Regions from separate parts of the Mus musculus genome. Here region 1 is linked to region 2. The links are chromatin contacts, called in public Hi-C maps. All regions are on one chromosome and are shown on one strand. Each heading gives the region's core, a stretch centred on a gene start, on an enhancer-like site or on the middle of the called end of the contact. The rest is flanking DNA. Distances are from core to core; before and after follow the strand shown.

Region 1 (2,833 bases), core at 107-2,606, 400 kb before region 2:
AGGCTTGCCTACAGCTTGAACTTATGGAGGCCATTTCTCAACTGAGGTCCCCTCCTCTCAGATGACTTTATAGCTTGCATCAAGTTGGCATAAAAGCAGCCAGCAGGAAACACATTCTGCCAGCTATCACCAGGAGCACAATGCACAGGAAGAATGCTTTGTATGGCTCCATAAGTCACTTAGAATGCAGTCTATAACATCGTGTTTAGAATGTACATTAGGATGAAAGACACTGCACTTTAGACACTCTGAAAGTAAGACCCTGTCCCAGTTCACCTTAATGGTGACTATTCTTAAGGTGAAACATTTTCCACTGGAGTCGATACAATGTGTAGTAACTTTACATGCGGATTCCTGGTAGAGTATAGGAAGGCTTAAAGGAAACTGGAGCAATTCATTTTCATTTTCAACCTGTTCTTTTACATTTTGATCAAGTAGTAACCAAGGTACATTAGTTTTAGACCTTTGTTGGAAGGTCATAGAGAACAAAGCTCACAGGCTGTACTTTGGCGATTAATATGTAAAATATATACAGACATACTCACATAAATGTGTTACCTAGTGCTAAAGATACCCATGTAACCAGGAATTAAGACCAGGATCCAGAACCCCCTGGAGACCACATTTCACTGCTAACTAGGAAGCTACTACCCTGACTGCTGACAGAATTGCTTCCTATTTGATTTATTTAAAGAAACACATTTTTTTGTTTGTTTTGAGACGGGATGTCACTATGTAGATTAGCTTGGCCTTGAAATGGCTCCCTCAGTCTTCCAAGTGTTAACACCATAGCCATGTGACACTCTGCCCTGCTAGATCAATTTTCATTTCTTTTTTTGAGACAGGATCTTATGTATAGCCCTGGTTGGCCTAGAAGACACTATGTAAAACCAGGCTTGCCCCTAACTTGTGGCATTCCTTCTACCTCTGCCTCCCAAGTGCTAGACTTACAGGCATGCAATACAGCATCTGGCTTAAGCATTTTTCTTTGTTTTTGTTTTTTTGAGACAGGGTTTCTCTGTGTAGCCCTGGCTGTCCTGGAACTCACTTTGTAGACCAGGCTGGTGTCAAACTCAGAAATCCGCCTGCCTCTGCCTCCCGAGTGCTGGGATTAATAAGCGTGCACCACCACTGCCCGGCTGCTTAAGCAGTTTTTAAGTGAAGCAATTCCTATACTAAAGCAAATATGGCAGCAATAAAGAATAAAATGTCAGGCAAACCTGAGACTAAAACTTCTACTTCCTAGTCATAAAACTTTCCACTTGAATCTTTACCAAGTGGGACCAAGGATCTGTCATTTTCATTTAACTATATTTCATATTCATCACATGGTACAACAACAAGACTCAGAGTTCAAAGTTCTCTATGTGGCCAAAAAAATCAAAATATGTTTACACTGAGTATGGTGATCATTCACACAGTACATATTTGTACTTCCAAGTTATTTTGTTTTCAGCAAAGTTATAGTCTGATATGCATTTCCATAAGCTTAGGAAAACTATAAAGCTTTGATCACTCTTTGCAATAAGGAACTAAATGCTCTGGCTGAGTACACTTTTTGACCTGGTGAAACTTGGGAGGAAGAAAGGGACCTTATAATGAGTGTCTTCCAAGGCATATGACCCTGTGTCATATCTTGCTTAAAAAGGCACATTGGAATATGTTTTCTAAAATATATTTTAGGGAACTGAGATACACAGAAGTTAAGAGCGCATGCTGTTCTTACAAAGGACCAGAGTTAGATTCCCACCTCCTTTGCAATCACCTCCAACTTCAGCTCTAGGGGATACAATGCCCCCCTTTCTGATCTCCATGGCCACTGCCTCCTCATATAAATCAATAAGAATATTCAGATAAATCTGAACAAATTAATAAAATACATTTAAGTACCCAGGCCATGACCTTGATTGAGAGTGGGAGGTGGCTGGGTCCATGCTGAACTAGAAGACTATGATGTGTTCTTTTATTATTATTTTTTTAATGGTGGACAACATGATTCTTTTTTTAAAAAAAGATTTATTTATTTATTATATGTAAGTGTAGCTGTCTTCAGACACTCCAGAAGATGGAGTCAGATCTCATTATGGATGGTTGTAAGCCACCATGTGGTTGCTGGGATTTGAACTCTGGACCTTCAGAAGAGCAGTCGGGTGCTCTTACCTACTGAGCCATCTCACTAGCCCGATGTGTTCTTTTAAATAAAGTAATAAAAAGTGTTTCTACATGAACAGGGCAGATCTCCTAGAGTAGGCTCTTCCTTGCTCTTCTAGTTTGGGGAACAAACTGTATCCTTCAATTGTTCTCCCAAGTTTACTGTTCTCCAAATACGGAAGGAGAAACACAAGGAGATTCATTAATTTCTTTCTTAGCATAGTATTGGTGAATGTAAAGGTATCTGGGACTTGGTCCTGGTTCTTTGCTAACTACCTATGCAAAATTGTAATGAGTGCCAGCTAATATCTCAGTATTAATGTTTTCACTTCTAAAGAAAGGACTGATCTTAAGGTCTAATGGCTTGGAGAGTCTCTGATAACCATGGAAGCCAGAGCCAGAAGTAACAGAACAGTGTAAAGGGCTTGTATTACTTTGGTGCTCTTGACTGAAATTGATCAATCAGAATAATAATATCTGTACCTATCAATCAGATGGGCTCCTTGGTCAATAGGCATGCTTTCTTAAAGAATAAAGAGGCTCTAAATAATCCCATTTGTTTGAGGTCAAAGTTTTCACTTCTTGATCTAGTTACAGCTATTGAACTGCTTAATAAAATAGTATTTGTTGATAACCCAGCATAAGAAATGCATCCAGGTCTGGGGATACATCTCAGTTGCAG
Region 2 (3,201 bases), core at 99-2,598:
TTGCGTAAACTTGGCACTTTGAGATCACAAGTAAACCTTTTTTTCAGAAGTCAGAGTCTCTTCAGATCCTGCTGTGGTTTGAATATGGAACGTTCCCCTCAGGTTCTCACATTTGGTTACTGGGTTTTCACCTGGTGTCATTGGAGGGGAAGGTGGTGGAACCTGAGGAGGTGGGGCTACTCTGGAGGAAGTAGGTCTCTGTGGTGGGCCTTGAGGACTCATAGCCTGGCTCTACTTCCTGTCTCCTTTCTGCTTCCTGACTGTCCGGGCTGTGTGGCCAGTATGTCAAGCTTCCACACCCGCCTTCCTTGCTAGGATGGATGTATTGCTTAATCTGTGAGCTAAAAAAAACCATTTCCCAGCCTATGCTGTTTCTTATCAGGTGTTTGATCACAGCATTAGAAAGTAACTAATATGTATCTTATTGATGAAGTGAACTGCTCGGTCTCTCCGGTCCTGCCAGCTCTTTCTCTTCTCGGTTATAGAGATACAATGTACTGCATAGCCTTCAAGGCTCTGTGGGATTTACACACTGGACAAGCTTGCTGTCTTCCTGGGAGAGGATGTTCCTAATAGGATTTTTAAGGTGGGAGCCTATTGGAGATGGAGTTGAAGGAATTATCTGGGAAAGGAAGAATGCCAAACCTACTGAGGCTCAATGGCTTGAGCCTCTGGTAAGAGGGAGCCGTGTACTGTGGGCTTCCATGTTTGAAGATAACATTTCCTCTTACACTGACTTTTCTCTCAAATGGGTTTAAGCTTGAAAGAACTTGTCGTCAGGATGCATGCCAGTAAAGAAGGAGAAGAAAGCAGGAAGTGGAAAGCATGCTGTTAGACAAGGAAAACAAACAAACAAAACCCTGCTCAGTGGGAAGCTGCCTCTGCTCAGAGCACTGTAGCAACCCTGAAGCCACTCTCTGCTGCTGTCTAGCTCCCAGCACGGAGAAAGCCAGTGCAGGCTGGCTGTGTGAAGCCACGGAGCGCCTCCCCCATCCTCCTCTCTGGAAGCGTTCAGGATCTTCTCTGCTCCTCAGGGATCTGTAACTTCACAGCAGAATTCACAGTGTGGGTTTATTTTCATCCACTGTGTGGGCTTCTCCCCATTCAGGGCTCAGTTCTGGGAAATCATCTTGAGTTATTTCTTCCTTCTGTTTGTTCTCCTTATTCTGTGTGGTATTACCATTGTTTGGACGTTGGCCCTCCTGGATTTGTCATTGCGTGTTCCTTCCCAGTCTCTCCCCAACTCCCCATTTTCTAGCATGTTTCCCTTTTCATTGTGCTTCCTAGGAGAGTTCTTGACTTTATTTTGCAACCTTTCTATTGTATTTTCACTTCCCTTTGGGTAAATATACAAACATTTGTGTGTGTGCACACAGGGCTTCCTGCGATGGTTATCATACTTCAGCATCTATGTGGGCTTGGTTTTAATGCTCCCTAAAGGATGCAAAGGAAAAAAAAAGTGGTCTGCAGAAGATCAAATGTATGTTATAAAATGTGAATGTTATAGAATGTTAACCCAGGCACTCCCTTTTATGAGCTTTTGACCATCTCTTCATTACTCATATCTATCACGGGGTGTTAATGAATGGTATGTGAGTAGTGGCTGTTTAGGGAACAGTGACAAAAGAGTGGCCATTTTAAGTTCAGTTAAAAATGCTTTTTTTCCCCCCCAGAGTATTTTCAACTTGTGGTCAGTTGACTCAATGGATATGGAACCCACAGACACACACCCACACACACACACAGACACTACACACTATACACACACTACACACACAGAGACATACACACAGACACACACACTACAGACACACTACACACACACATTATACACACACAGAGAGACACACACTTCACACACAGACACACATGCTACACACAGAAACACACAGACACATACACACTACACACACAGACACACACACAGACGCATAGAGAAATAAACACAGACACACACACAGACGCATAGAGAAGTAAACACAGACAGACACACTAAACACACCACACACACACACACACACACACACACACACACACTTACTTGTAGAACCACCACCCCTGAAGCTGGACCTACACACACACACACACACACACACACACACACACACTTACTTGTAGAACCACCACCCCTGAAGCTGGACCTCTGAAGCTGTTTGAGGTGCAGGTGTTTCATTCTATAACCTGACTAGGCTTTTCCTTGACAACCCCTGACATCTCCGCCCTTGGCTTTGTCAGGTCCCAAAGGGCTTTCCAATAGCAAATTGCAATCCTGGCTACCGTCATCTTGAAGGTTTGTTATATAGCAAGTCCAGGGTACTGGCTTATTCACACTTACACAGCACTACTCCTCTGCCTCTAGTTACTTCTGAGTCTTTTATTCTAGACTCTCTCCATTCAGCTCTCTCCAGAATAAGCCCCCAGCCTTGTTCTGCTGTGGGAGACAGACATTTGGGGCAAAGCAGAGCTGAAGAAAAGAGGAGTGGGGAGGGCGGGTGCTGGTGAGGGAGGAGGAAGACAGAGGTTCGTTCTTTCTTTATATATATACATATACATATATGTATATATATATATTATTAGATATTTTCTTCATTTACATTTCAAATGCTATCCCAAAACTCCCCTATCCCCTAAATCAGACTTTCACCTAGTTCCTTGCTCCGGCACGAGAGGTACCTGGTGCTGTGAGGTATTGAGTCCTTCGGGGATCGTCTGTTCTAGTGGGCTGGCTTTCAGCTGTCCACACTGCCACTGTGTGGCTGCACTAAGTCAGTCCTCATTCTTGTATCTGCTTCACCACTTGTAAGTGGTTCAACTTTGATCTCTGATTTTGTTGAACCTCATAATCTTCTGCCTTTCCCAGAAACCTCTCTACTGGAACTTTGAAGGAATGAGAGCGTGTCGAGAGCTAAGAAACCTGTGTAAAACCAGTAGTTTTAAATATGGATTTTGGAAAAATTAAAAACATACTATTAGTTTAATATCGTAAACTCATAATCGTGAGTAGTTAAGCTTTGTTTGCTGATGTGTGGTTACAGTGGAGCTGTGTTTTAAGACAGTTTTTAGGGTACTGAGGCCTTTCCAGTCTTCCTTGCCTATATGTTTTAGCATGGCACTCTTCCCTTCCCGATTTACGTGTAGTATTTCATCAGAACCTTGCCTTTGTAAAAGCGATGAAAGCATGAAGCCGTGGTGGGCCGGGAT

What was found. A called contact is a pair of places that touch in the nucleus more often than the background predicts.
Region 1: a Hi-C map of bone marrow-derived macrophages shows a contact between it and region 2, with 20 read pairs. The contact joins two enhancer-like sites. A contact is called at or near these places in 1 of 15 datasets of contacts at CTCF or cohesin (the NIH/3T3 cell line), 2 of 484 Hi-C or Micro-C datasets (the P5424 cell line and bone marrow-derived macrophages), 3 of 115 datasets of contacts at active chromatin or transcription factors (the NIH/3T3 cell line, embryonic basal ganglia and vascular smooth muscle cells) and 1 of 9 other capture datasets (embryonic stem cells).

The regions. Positions count from the first base shown.
Region 1 is chr14:79,077,989-79,080,821 of GRCm38.p6, reverse strand. All of the region lies in intron 26 of Vwa8 (von Willebrand factor A domain containing 8), which reads right to left. Among named protein-coding and RNA genes, the nearest start is that of Gm30970, 56 kb to the left of the region's middle. Within about 2 kb of position 1,356, at least 2 of the 459 cell types and tissues checked have an H3K27ac peak or open chromatin away from gene starts, as enhancers often do. A contact at or near this core is called in bone marrow-derived macrophages, where this site is marked.
Region 2 is chr14:78,676,193-78,679,393 of GRCm38.p6, reverse strand. The region is part of intron 2 of Dgkh (diacylglycerol kinase, eta); the gene reads left to right. Among named protein-coding and RNA genes, the nearest start is that of Gm30716, 27 kb to the right of the region's middle. Within about 2 kb of position 1,348, at least 116 of the 459 cell types and tissues checked have an H3K27ac peak or open chromatin away from gene starts, as enhancers often do. A contact at or near this core is called in bone marrow-derived macrophages, where this site is marked.